Linked DNA regions of Mus musculus: all the other regions are linked to region 1. The links are chromatin contacts, called in public promoter capture Hi-C maps. All regions are on one chromosome and are shown on one strand. Each heading gives the region's core, a stretch centred on a gene start, on an enhancer-like site or on the middle of the called end of the contact. The rest is flanking DNA. Distances are from core to core; before and after follow the strand shown. Region 1 holds the start of Cyb5r2 (cytochrome b5 reductase 2). Region 2 holds the start of Cavin3 (caveolae associated 3). Region 3 holds the start of Tpp1 (tripeptidyl peptidase I). Region 4 holds the start of Dnhd1 (dynein heavy chain domain 1).

The links. Promoter capture Hi-C pulls out the DNA fragments that hold promoters and counts their contacts.
Region 2: a contact with region 1 is called in a promoter capture Hi-C map of hippocampal neurons, with 4 times the contacts expected there. The contact joins the promoter of Cavin3 here to the promoter of Cyb5r2 in region 1. A contact is called at or near these places in 2 of 39 promoter capture datasets (frontonasal cranial neural crest and hippocampal neurons).
Region 3: a contact with region 1 is called in a promoter capture Hi-C map of embryonic stem cells, with 2.5 times the contacts expected there. The contact joins the promoter of Tpp1 here to the promoter of Cyb5r2 in region 1. A contact is called at or near these places in 4 of 39 promoter capture datasets (cranial neural crest, embryonic stem cells, liver and 1 more).
Region 4: a promoter capture Hi-C map of pre-B cells shows a contact between it and region 1, with 7 times the contacts expected there. The contact joins the promoter of Dnhd1 here to the promoter of Cyb5r2 in region 1. A contact is called at or near these places in 2 of 39 promoter capture datasets (liver and pre-B cells) and 1 of 115 datasets of contacts at active chromatin or transcription factors (astrocytes).

Annotation. Positions count from the first base shown.
Region 1 is chr7:107,756,395-107,759,311 of GRCm38.p6, forward strand. It overlaps Cyb5r2 (cytochrome b5 reductase 2), which reads right to left and starts at 1,638. Exons shown (of 9, transcript NM_177216.4): 1 at 1,564-1,638; 2 at 791-917; 3 at 517-589. The coding sequence starts at 868.
Region 2 is chr7:105,480,431-105,483,693 of GRCm38.p6, forward strand. It overlaps Cavin3 (caveolae associated 3), which reads right to left and starts at 1,767. Exons shown (of 2, transcript NM_028444.1): 1 at 1,346-1,767; 2 at 186-789. The coding sequence starts at 1,729. The coding sequence ends at 391. It overlaps Gm36847 (a long non-coding RNA gene), which reads left to right and starts at 2,369. Exons shown (of 3, transcript XR_378395.4): 1 at 2,369-2,440.
Region 3 is chr7:105,750,957-105,754,265 of GRCm38.p6, forward strand. Tpp1 (tripeptidyl peptidase I) reads right to left here and starts at 1,279. Exons shown (of 13, transcript NM_009906.6): 1 at 1,215-1,279; 2 at 1,026-1,097; 3 at 634-773. The coding sequence starts at 1,231. It overlaps Dchs1 (dachsous cadherin related 1), which reads right to left. Exons shown (of 21, transcript NM_001162943.1): 21 at 2,033-3,309. The coding sequence ends at 2,502.
Region 4 is chr7:105,649,270-105,652,631 of GRCm38.p6, forward strand. It overlaps Dnhd1 (dynein heavy chain domain 1), which reads left to right and starts at 1,507. Exons shown (of 44, transcript NM_001370803.1): 1 at 1,507-1,672; 2 at 1,803-2,002; 3 at 2,233-3,037. The coding sequence starts at 1,939. It also overlaps a transcript of Timm10b not described here.

The DNA of each region.
Region 1 (2,917 bases), core at 388-2,887:
AAGTGGGTCTCAGGACCCCTCAGATAATCCATCCAGTTAGGGCATTTGCACTGCTAGTGATTCCCATGTATATTGGGCCTTGACTGCAAGGGAACATCTGTTCTTGTCATCCCTGAACAACACAATGAAGTTTCTGAATTTTCATATCCATCATTCATTTTACCCTCACTATACCTGAAGTAGGCAGAAAAGCCTGGGAAATACTATAGATGGAAGAAGGTCAGAGATGGTGAGGGACTGGCCTTAAATTGCATGGACAGGAGCCATTAAGGAGATCTTAAACTTCCTGACTCTAAGCTTACGTCTTATCAGTGCTCCTCAAGCTATTACTATTGTGACAGTCCAAGTGGGACAATGGGGACACTGTCCTCAAGTCCAGCTGCCTATTCCCTCCATTCATGTGGTCCAGGGTTATATCAGTGTACCCTCCATATCCCACAAGAATGGGAATCCATTGCTAATAGGAGCCAAGTACTCAAACACTCAGACTTGGACATGTCACCAAGCACTGCTCACCGACAGGAAGCCCCAGGACATGGTCTGGTGAGGGCAGCCCAAAGCGGAACCTTCTGGTGTTGTGACTGATTTGCTGGTTAGAAAAAGAAGAAGAAGAAAGAGGTAGGCAGGTTCTGTTGACTCTCTAGGAGTTTTGCTTTGTGGTCCAGATCTTTAGAAAGGTGCTCCATTTGGTCCTGAGGTGACTGATCACCTCATATCCCCAGCTAGCATTCTCCCCCACCCCCACCCTCCCCTTTCACCTAACCAGAGGGAGGTTTAGGTGACCCACTACCTCCTTCTCAATCAAGGGCAGCGGGTACTTGGCTTCAGGGTCCTGTAAGGTGATAAGATCTTTCTTCTTGACACTCATTTTCTTCAGGGCTATGAGAATCGCAGTGGCCCCGGTGACAGGTTTGGTCCTGGCAGATACAGTGTGAAGACAGACCTCAGATTTCACCCATGCTGGGCTAGGCAGCTCTAAGCCTGGCTGATCTTATGTCTTACAGGACTAGCAGAGAGAAAGGTATTAATACAGAAGGCTCTCTCTGGGACCAGCGTGCAGAGGTTAGCTGCAGGTCCAAGAAGACCCCTGGACCAGGCTTGACACCTATCCCAGAGTGCTAGTGTCTCCAGGCCCTCATTGGTCATCTGCCTCCATCCTGGGGGGAATGACTGTGGGATCCTTACCAGCTAACAGCAAGGCTGGGGACAGAGCTCACCTCTCTAGAGACTTGCCACACTCACTTCGGATTCCGCTGGAGCAGTGGAGCAGTGAGTGGCTTGGGGACTCACTAGCACCTTCCTATGAGTAACTGAGGCAAACATATACCTGTAAGAGGCGTGGCCAACCTCCCTATAATAGCCCTCAACTCCACCCAGCTCCTCCCTCACTAGGCCAGTTTGTTCTCATCCCAACCTGTTGCAGAAAAGTCTGCAGCTTAGCCCTGAGGCCCACTGTCCCAACCAGCTGGGAAACCGCCCGTGAATCCTGCCTCGGCCACCGCCTGCGGCTGTTCGCCTAGCCCCGGGTTCCTTCCTGCCCCGCGCTTTCCCGGCAGAACTCACCTGGAGCGAGATGCCTGACTTATCCTCGAGATGAACAGTGCCTTTGATGGTGGGGATGATGAAACATCCGGCAGTGGCCGCTGAGGAGCTGACTCCTGCCCCATAGCGACGGATTCGAGCTTCTGTGTCACATGACTCTGGCACAGGACTAGCCTGGCGCTTCTGCAGCTGGCCGGGTGGGAATGGGGCTTATCTCCAAGATCCCTATGCAGGGATCCCTCTGCTTCTTGACTTTCCTGCGCATGTCAGCAGCCTTGAGGAAAATTCAGCCTCCCCAGCTTGTTAAGAGCCTGGCAAGATGAAGGAAGGGGTTGCTGTAAACTTGTTTACAATGCAAACTGAAGAAGAGTTGCAGCCTAGAGGAAGACTGCATATCTTATTTAACATGCTTCCTGAGCTGCTACCCTAGCCTCCCAGGACCAAGTGTTTGCAGGATTGGGGTGACTGCAGCCAGTCTTTAGTGGGAGACCGGACCGGACTCTCAGAGGCAGGATGAGAAGTTCAGATTATGAAGATTCTTCACAATGCATTTCAGAACCTTGGTTTCCTCTTCCACGCTTGCAAGTGGCAAAAGGAAAACTCATTTCATAGTGAGTTAAAGGTCAACTTTGGCAACTTAGTAAGACTAGCTTAAAGTTGAAAAGCAAACACACAAGCCGGGCGTGGTGGCGCACGCCTTTAATCCCAGCACTTGGGAGGCAGGGGCAGGCGAATTTCTGAGTTCAAGGCCAGCCTGGTCTACAAAGTGAGTTCCAGGACAGCCAGGGCTACACAGAGAAACCCTGTCTCGAAAAACCAAAAAAAACACAAACACCAGCCCAACAACAACAACAGCAGCAAAGGACTGAGATACAGGACATGGTTACCTTAGCTTGTGCGAGTCCCTGAGTTTTTAGTCTCTGGTATAGAGAGGGGGAAAGCCCAGATTGTAAAATGGTATTTCATGAAGGTATTTGCATCAAATCATTAGCTCCAACGAGAGACATGTACCCCCAACAGCAGGACTAGGAAGCCTCAGGTCCCCAGAACTGAAGTTAGAGGCAGTTGTCAGCTACCCAGTCTGGATGCTGGAAGCCAAATTCTACTTCTCTATAAGAGTGAGTTCTCTTAACTGCTGAGTCATTTTTCCAAGTCTTAAAATAATCTTTGCTATATAAATAGTTTCCCATTATTATAGATGAAATCAATTCACACAGTAATGAGATGAATATACTCCTTACTTTTACAAGAAGAACTAAATCTTGGCTGAATATTTGATTCCACACAAGGTAGTTGAGGAATCTTCAATGTTTTTCAGAGTTCATAGATTTTTTTAAATATATATATAATTGTTGATGCTGAAACTCAACATTTT
Region 2 (3,263 bases), core at 517-3,016, 2.3 Mb before region 1:
CAAAGTTGTACTTATGTGTCCCCAAGAGGAATGTATTTAAGCAGTAAGTGGCCAATATTTCTCCGTGCCAATGGAGGACCCAGGATTCGGTGAAAAGTGAGAACGTTTGTCATTCAGCCCATTCCTTCCCCAAGCCATGCGCATTGTCGCTCGCCCTTTCTCATTGAGTCTGGGTTAGAGAAAATTGCTTTTATTGGTGGTGAACCTAAATTAGGCTGAAAGCTCCTCTGTCAGAGGACACAGGGTTCAGACTGGAAAGCCAGGAAGGAAGCTTTGGAGCTGGGCAGTGGATGCAGGATTCTCTCCTTATTTGGATGTAAGTGCTGCACTCTATAAGTACTTATTTTGGGACAAGGCTTAAGCACCGAATGGGACAGGCAGCCCCAGGGATCAGGCTGCGCTCTCTATTTGAAGCACGGGTTTCTCAGGATCTTCCTTGGTAGGTTGAGGAGGTTCTGGCTCCAGGGCAGTCTCGAGCTCGGACTCCATTTCAGGCTGAGCTGCAGGCTGGCCTTCTGATGGGCCTTCAGAGCTCCGGACAGGCCCTACGCGTGGCGGCTTGACTGGTGTGGGCTGTGCTGCTTTACGACTGGAAAGAGCCCTTTTCAGGCTTTGAACTTTCTGTAAACCAGTGCGGCGCAGCCGCTGAGCCCTGGACTCCACTGGCTCCTCTTCAGAACTCTCTCCAACTTCATCCTCTGGCTGATCTGGGCCCAGCACCAACTGGTCCTCCGGACCCAAGAGCTCTGGGACTTTCTGGAAGGCGCGGGCTGGAATTTCAGTCTCCTCCTAAATGTGATGACACAGCTTTTGATTCTCTGATTTGACCCTGGCACTTAGCCAGGACCAGCCTGAAACTCTCTTGCCCGCCCGCCAAGGGAAGCTACTCCACCCTTTGCATCTGCACTAGGAATTGGGGCCAAAATAGAGGAATGGGAAGATGGGGGATGGGGAGGATGGAGGAGCAGAGAGATGAGCAAAGAGGGGGAAAGTGGACCTTGCAAGTTTGCAAAGTGGATGAAACCGTGTAGAGTGTAACAGCTGTATAGGCGCTTGGAGGAGGCAGAGTAACACCTAACAGTTAGTTCCATGTGGGTGCGACTGACCAAATCCGCAGACTGGCCTGAGTTAGGGAGGGCGTGGGTTGGCCAGGCTGGGAGTGAGAAAGGGATAAGGTCGCTGTTGTGAGAAAGTGGGTGCGGCTCTGAGAGTCTTCCACAAGTGAGGGCAGCACGCTGGGTCAGGAATGTGGAGATGCGGACGGGTGGGTGGCAGGAGTCCTTCCCTCGGTGGTAACCTAGAGGCGAGGGTTGGGGGCGGGAGAGGGATGCCTGAGGTCACTGACCTTGAAGAGCAGGACGTGCAGCTTCCCGCGCGCCACCAGCAGCCCGTGGTTGGCCTCCAACCGCTGCACCTGAGCAGCGCGACGCACGGCCCGCTCCTGGGCTGCGTCGGCGTGCGAGCCCACGCGCTCCGCCTTGGCCAGCAGCTGCGTCAGTGTGTTGCTGGTGGTGTCGTGGCTGCGACTCAGCGCACCCAGGCCACTCTGTATGCGACGCACGGAGCCCGCCAGGCCGCCCTGCCTCTCAGCCAGGCCGCCTTGCCGCTCCCGCAGAGCCTCCAGCATGGTGGCCAATTTCTCCAGCAAGGTCACCACGGTGACTGCGTGCACCGGACCCCCTGCGGGCGTCTCAGGCACAGGTCCGGGCTCCAGTGCGCTCTCCCCCATGATCTCTGACCACCGGGCCTGCTCTCCCTGAGACCGATGGCTGCGATCTGGGCTGGGGCTGCCTTTCCCCGCCTCCTCCCCTAGTTCAGGCCGTGACTCAGCCGGGCGGGAGTTGGCATCTTCCGCGGTGGGAAAAGGAGGAGGCCGAGCAAGGGGGCGGAATGTCCAAAGGGGGCTCTTTCGAAGGCTCCGCCCCGGGATCTGCGAGTAAGACAGTCCTGCCCAGAGGCACCTCTTTTCTGAGTTTGTGCTCCTTTTCCCCCATTTTCCTGGTGGGCTTCTTTCAGGCCTGTGTTCTTCACAGCAAAAGGCAAACCACTGAAAATTTCATTTATCTATCTAGTGATCAGAGAAGGGGGTGGGGGTGGAAGGCAGGGGTGTTAAAGGCATAGCCTAAGCCGTCAAAGCTGCTGAGCCCCAACGCTGGGCGGAGGCCTGTAAAGTTTGGAATGTTCTGCCTCAGACCCAAGACTGCCTAGGCCCAAGGCAGGGCTTTGTGTCTAGGCGGGCTGGGCGGGGCATCCTCTGATATTTTCCAGGTTTAGCCTCTGGCTTCGTTTATTGCTATTTCTTCCTACTGGACTGCGTTGTTCTTCTTTGGATTCCTGGAGGATAGCTCAGCCATGAGTTAGAATAAGTACTGGTTTGTCCGTTTTAATGGAGATTGGCTGTGGTTCCTGCGTAATGCCTTCAATCCCGTCTCCGAAATTGGTGAGTGTGAGGATTTGAAATGCTGCAGTAGCTAGATATGGTGATACATATTGAGGTAGGAAAATCACCAATTGGAGACCATGATGAACTACATAGTGAGTGTTAGAGTGGAAAATCACTACATAAAGGTTGATTCCTGAGTTCTGGTTGTGAAAACTTTGTTTTTATGTTAGAGTTTGATTTGCTCATCTTGGACCCGATATTAGCAGAGCCATCTGAGCCTGACAAAAGAACACAAAGAGTTTGAGCGGGGTTTCATGTCATTCAGGGAGGCCCTGAACTCACTGTTCAGCCAAGGATGGTCTTGAATGTCTGTTCTTGCTTCTGCCACCCAACGGCTGAGATAACAGTTGTGTGCCACCAAACCTACTTTATGCTGGTGCTGGAAATCGAACTCAGGCTCCTATGCACACTGGTCAACATCTTCAACGGAGCTACATCTTTGACCCTGTTTCTGTGTTTTTGAGATAGGGACTCATTGTGTAACCCAGGCCTCAAACTCAAAATCTTCCTGTCTCAGACACCTGAGTGTTGAAGTTATAGGTGTTCATTGACTGCCCCATTAGTTGGCTGAAAAGGCACAGCGTTAAGGATCAAACCCAAACCCTCAAACACGCTAGACAAGTATTCTGCCACTAAGCCATACCCCAGCCCAACAACTTGGAAATCTTTTAGATGTTTTTATTTATTTATGTATATGTGTGTGTGCATGAATGTGTGCACATGCATGTGCAAAGACCTATGGATATCAGAAGGTGTCAGATGCCCTCAAACTGTGGTTATTGGCCACTCTGAGGTATCCAATGTGGGTGCTAAAAATAGG
Region 3 (3,309 bases), core at 29-2,528, 2.0 Mb before region 1:
AGCAAGAGGAATGGCCAGAGTGGATTAATCCAAAGACAATTTAGGACTTGAACTAGCAACAGAGGAGGGTGTGGCAGTGGCTATGAGAGTGGGGTAAGGTCCATGACTTGATCATGCACACACACTAAGTGCTAGTCCTCCATTTGAGAGCTGGTAGGGTAAGTGAACATTTCAATCTAGATCTGATTATGAATCATGTGTTCTTAAACACAGCTAGCTACCCCACACCCACCATCTTCCTGGCACTTGAACCTAGGGTTTTTCATATGCTCCGTAAGCACCCACCCTATCAATGAGCTAGCTAGGCCTCTAAAAAAAATTGGTTTTAATGTTGACAATATTGCTACACTGCCCAGGCATGCCTTGGATTCAAAATCGTCCTGTTTTAGTCCAAGTAGCTAGGATTATTACCTCATGCTACTAGGCTTAGATTTGTTCTTAGTTTTAAGACTGAAGAACTCAGGTGGAAATTTTGGTGTGTGTGTGTGTGTGTGTGTGTGTGTGTGTGTGTGTGTATGAATATGGCAGTTATTGTCATTTGTCTGTCATACCAGAAACATGGCCCTACATGATCTGCACCAGCCAGTGCCTGCCTGGTCCTGCCTCCCACTTCCTGCCCCAACTGATAGGCACCATATTGAGGAGAGCTAGGATCCGACACAGCCTGCACCAGCTCCGAGAGTCTTTCCAGGTTCCGCTGTTTCAGCGCAAAAGTGAGACTCAGCTCTTCCTCGGGATCCACGCGGCCCAGGGACACCCAGCCTGGAGGCAGCCTACAGGGTCAGGGACATGATTTGATTAGGCCATAACGAGAAATCCAGATCATGGAAAGTTTGGGATTAAGAACTGAGACTTTGGGTCGAATCCTAGATGCAGATAAGGATCATAGGAGATAAATGACCAGAGATTAAGCCGAGGGGGTGTCGAATAAGGCTACAGAGTGGGTACTAGGAGCAGTTGAGGATGAGGAAAGCTAGGACCAAGCGTCTGCAGAGACAGGCACCTGTAGTACTAAATCAACTCACATCCACCGCTGGTCCGGCTCAGGGTTGTAAGTGCATTTGCCGGCGATGACGAGAGCAAGGAGCCCTAGGAGGCTGCAGGGACAGCAGGTGGGTTTCATCAGGAGCCGAACCCTCATTGTACTCCTTCTACAACATGTAATCCCTCTAATGTAATCCCCCTTAGCTACCCTCCCCACCTCAGTTTCTCACCGGGCTTGGAGTCCCATTTTGGCTTTCAGGCTGATCTGTAGTCATGTGATAAGTCACATGAGCATGGTCTGGCACCTCCCCCATCTCCCTGCCTAGTAACTAGTGACGTTGCTGACTCCTCCCTCCCAAATGAGCTGTTCTGAATGCTGGGGCTGCTATTAGAATTCTATGCTGTGTTGAGCATCTAAGCCCAGGGCTCCTCTTCACCTGCTGCCCAAGTCTGTCTGTCTCTAAAGGAATCATAAAGGAGTGGGCTCTGAAGCCCCATAGGTATGGGCTGCTCCTGGCCGTACAATATTAGAAAAACAAGCTCTCAGAGCCTAGGTTTCTTCACTTAAAATTCAGTGACTGTTACGTAAAAGAAATGTGCCTCATACTTGGGAGTAAAAGTGGACATTGCAATAAAGCAAGCCTATGGAGCCAAGACTGACCTGGCAGACTCAACTAATGTGAGCTCTTATGAATGTGGACATTTCATGTTTCCAAGGTGTGTGTGTGTGGGGGGGGGGGGTTGGGGATTTCTTCACTTACCTACTCTTAATAATCACCATATCTTATTCCAGACCCTCAGGCTTAGGACCCTAGACTGCTTCCTACTCTGTCAGTCTCTGCAGGAAACCACTGCAGTTCAAGTCCTGACCATGTTAGAGGGGAAAGCAGCAGAGATCCCAAGGCTAGGCTTCTGAGCTCTCAGTGCCAACCCTACTCCTACATGTCCTGTTGTCCGCCCTCCCTCTGGGCCTCCTTGGCTACTGTGCCAGGTATCCACAGTGCTACGCCAGTGACTTCTGGTTACCCTGACAGAACAGAGCCAGAGGCTGGATACAAACTGCAGTTTATTAAGGCTCCAGAGTGAGAATTGGCACTTGTTCTGGGCAGGGGCAGGGATGTCAGAAGAACCCAAAAGAGCTGGGCCCAGATTGGAGGGACCTCCCCATCCCCCTAACCCCCAATAAATAAAGTCTCAGCTCCATCGCAGGGCGCTGGTGCAGGGCAGGAAGTCTTGGCTGAAGAGAACCCAAGGCTGTTGCCTCATTCTTATTTCTCTCCACACTGGATCTGGCCACAGGTCATGACCAACAGGCCCTCTGTGGTCCTAGTGCTGAAGGAACTGCAGAGAAATGTGGGACCTGTCCCAGCTATAAGAGTTTAAGGTGGAGAGCAGGGGACTGGTGGTGGCCTCCCCATAGTCAGTCATGGTCCGAGGCTGCCCAGGGCAGGCTGAGAATGGGGCCTGCTTTGGGGACACTGGACGTGTCCCAGGTCGGGGCCCAGTTAGGGCCACAGCTAGATGCGCAGCTCTGTGTCATCCGGAGGCTCCAGGCCAGACTCTGTACTGAGTGCTGAAGCTGAGGGGCCCTGGGCTACCCCGAATGGTGAGACAACGGGAGAGCGAGCAGCCAAAGGAGACAGTGAGGGTGAGAAGCTGGGGGACATGGCAGCTGAGGAGAGGGAGCCTTCATGGCTGATAGGGGAGCGGTGAGAGGCTGGTGGGAAGATGGCCCGGGCTACAGCTGTGCTTGCAGGCTTTGGGGGAACAGACTTGGCTCCTGGGTGTGCCACAGCAGTGATGAGGGGTGGTGGGTCAATACGGGGAGCTGGAGGACACGGACGAGCTTCATCCTTGAGCCGAGCAATCTCTGTGAAGACACTGGCCAGAGGCTGGAACTGAGGGCACCAGCTCAACAGGTAGTCCCAGTTATAGCTGCCACGGAGCTCTTCCTCACCAGCCACAATGGCCGTCAGTGCTCCAGCTACACACGGCTTCCCGTCTGCTGGGAAGCCATAGTCCCCAGCGGGTGCAGGGCTCAGGCCACAGCCCCCCAGGAAGGCTGTAGCAGTGGCTGGAGGCCCCTCCTCTCGGTACAGAGTGGCTCCTGCGCCTGGCAGCAGCAACCCTGCCTTTCTGCCCTTGTACCAGGTGTCAGGGGCAGGAGGCTCACAAGACGTGTCACTCAATCCATCCGCATCCTGCTGGATGCCAGAGTCAGGGCCTCGAGCAGCCAGGGAGGAGGCTACACTGGCCACTCGGGGAAACTCGTTGATCATGCGGATCTCGTCATCCTCTGCAGCCTCTGCTGAGCCTCTGCCACTT
Region 4 (3,362 bases), core at 257-2,756, 2.1 Mb before region 1:
AGGTTCCTGTCAGCAAGCACTTGTTGGCATCCACAATAATGTCTGGGTTTGATGACTATATGGGATGGATCCCCTGTTGGGTCATTCTCTGCTCCACAGTTTGTCTCTGTAACTCCAGGAGCTTACATTTTTTATCAGGGTAAATGGATAAGCAAATATGAGATAGCAATCAAAGTATGGGGTAAAATTAGTTTGGGGAAAAGAGGGTCTGGACCTGGGAGAGTGCTGACTTCTGGGAAATTAAAGGATTCACTATAAGGGGATGCATGCCTGAGCAGAAACTTGAAATAAAAATTTGAGAACAATGTGGAGAAAAGTGCTCACTCTTGTATACAATCCTTCCACCAGTGAGATGAACCATCAAGGTTATACCTTCTAATCTTTCCCAAACAGCCCCAGCAAGGGACCAAACATTCAGATATATGAACCTATGGGGTCATTCTCATTCAAACCACCACAACCTTTGCAAAAAAAAGATTAGATGTGAAAGTTTTATTTTTGCCTAGGTCAGGGCAAGTGAAGGAGTGACACAGGCAACTTCCAGGTTGTGCCCTTCATAAAGAGGTGTGATTTCTTCTCTTCTTCATCTCACTAGTTGTAATGGGCCTAGGCAGAGGAGGTGATGAACTAACTCTCTTGGATCCTGAAAGCAAAGACTATTTGCTTAGCCTTAGAGAAAGCAGAACACTCTAACCATGGTCCTGGGAATACTCAAGCTTGAATGTGACTCAAGTGAGAGCAAACACTAAACTTCTAGTTGGACACATACATATAATTCTTTCCTTCAGGAGGTTGAGGCAGGGGAGTCATGACTTCAAGGACAGCTTTCATTTCTAGACTGGAGACTAAACCCAGGGCTTTGAGCATATGAGGCAAGTGTTGGACCACTGAGCTATGCCTCTCACCTGTGAGATCTGTATCTCAGACTTAAAACTTGAAATATATGAAATCAAACACCCTACTCCCCCCTCCCCCAAGTCTACTCTTTTTACTGTCTGGCCTATCAAAATTTCCACTGATTAGAATAAAATCTATAACAGAGGTAGGTTGCTTTCTTCCTTTCTCTCTTTCTTTCTTTCTTTCTTTCTTTCTTTCTTTCTTTCTTTCTTTCTTTCTTTCTTTCTTTCTTTCATAACTAAACCACTCACTACTAGATGTGTAGCTTGTTGAGAGAGATACAAGATGTTTGTCTTACTCGGGTTTCTTGTTGGGACTTGAGGTGGGACAGTTGGATATGCTGTCAAGGGAGGGGAGGGAAAAATCAGTGAGCGAGTGAGTCCCTAGGATTACACTTGCTTCCTACGACCACGCCCCTAATGCTGTTAGTGCCCCCAAATCAATCTTGTCATTCAGTCTCCCGCTCAGCCAGATTCTTTTTGGGCCTTTGGGGTGTCAGGTTAAAAGCAGTATGCTAGTGTGGCCTGGGTCCCGGTCCCGCCCCCAGGCCCCTCCCACATGCCTGTTGAACTCTCCTTCTAGCTCCGATTTGAGGCTCGGGCCTCCAGGATTCTGTAACGGTTCTAACAGCTGGGAGCAGGTGGTGCAGCTGAGTCCTCTGCTCTGGCTCTGGGATCTGCTACCCTTGCCCTCAGTGGCTCAGCTCTTCCAGTGCCTAGGGAGGCCCCTCCCACTGGCGCACCGGGAGCTGTCTTCTGCCACGTCTTTCCGCTAGGTGTCCTAAACTGCTTCCCTACCCAGTAGCCGGCTTTGCACTCTGGACCTTCTCAGTCTGTGGTAAAGGCTTCAGGGGACGGGAGCTTTGCTGCCTTTGAGTGACAACCCTTTTGTGTTTCCTTTTCAAGGTGGTTGCCAGCCTCCACTCTGAAGTTTTCCTCATGTGAACACAGTTTTTCCAAAGATTTTGCAAGCGTGTATCGGTCTCTGTGTTAAGTGACTGGAACTGAGTCTAAGTTCATTCACGACAGGGAGCGCTCCGCAATGAAACCTCATTCACAGACCAGTCCCCCTTCCCTTCCCATGCCTTCTACATCCTGCAGGCCAGGTGAGACGAGGCCTTGGAGGGTGGGAAGGAGCTCCTGGGCAGGGAGGGCTCCCTCTTGGACTTGTGCTAGTCCTTGACAGTGAGTGGCTCAGTAAGGGCCCTCTACTGGTCTTCCTATGCTCTGCAACTCTATATCCACCTTGCTGTCCTAACCCTACTGGCACAGCCCAGAGCCAGAACTTCTACATGTCCCTCCCTCCCTCCCCCCCCCCCCCCGCTGGGTCCCACAGGTCAGACCCAGAAGCCAAAAGCCTGGAATTGGCATTTGGACCCCGAGCTGTGGGCAAGATCTGTTCGACAGCAATTGAATACCTGCCTCCACTTTATTCTGGAAGAGAAGAAAAACCCATGGTTTTATACCCTTCAGTCTGGGCTCGTTGGATGTAGCTGCAGCGGACAAGAACACTCTTGGGACTGTCAAATGAAACAGGAGGATCTCAAGGCAGTGGTTGAATCAGAGCAGCGGACACTGCTGAAGCTGCTGCTGTCTGAGCTTCAGTCTCTGTTCTCAGCTGTGATGCAGGATGGCAGTTGTGAAGCTTGGCGCTATCTGCATGCAGTACTGGGCCTGTTGCCTCCATACCGTGAGATGCTAGCTGGTCAACTCGAGTTGCTGCCCTTCCTGGAGCAGCTGTACTGCTGGGCACCCAAGGTCCAAGCCCGGCTAGAGCTGGACCTGCTAGATGCCATAGACAAGGCCTTTCCCCCAGACAGTTCTTTGTTACATAGTTCTTCCCATGTTGACTGTGGTCTATGGATGAAGAGGTTTCATCGAGGGCCTCCATGCTCAGCATGCCCTTTTGTGAAGGCCCAGTGGGACCGGCAACAAAAAAAGGAATTGGCCACGTGGCTCCGACCATTGACACTGCCTGAGCTACAGCACTGTCTGGGCATTGTTGGTGCTGAGGTGGCCCTAGAAGAGACCCCATGGCTGGACAGCCTTAGTCTTTTGCCCTTGGCACTGGCTACAGACATCCCTGTACAGTATGAAAGCAGTGATACTGAGCAGGCAGAAGGCGAACCTGCTGGGAGAAAGTGAGTGGCATGGTTTGGGGCTTTAAGTAGAAGAGATAAAATGAATTAGTTTAGGTGCCTGCAGGGCTACTGGCTTCTTGAGCCAGCTCCTCATGGCTCTTCAGGATTAGCCCACCTCTAAAGTGAGCTGGACTAGGCTGCACCTTTTTCACTTGCAAAAACAAAGCTAATGTCTCAATGCTAATCTATAGGGAAACACTGAAATCAATAGCAGCCATTAGGAAGCCAAAACTTGACCTTGTAGTTTCCAGTCTTCTCAGACGGTGCCAGAAGCTTCTTTGGGGTTCATATTCTTGGTCATTTATATTTGCCAAAACATACTTTG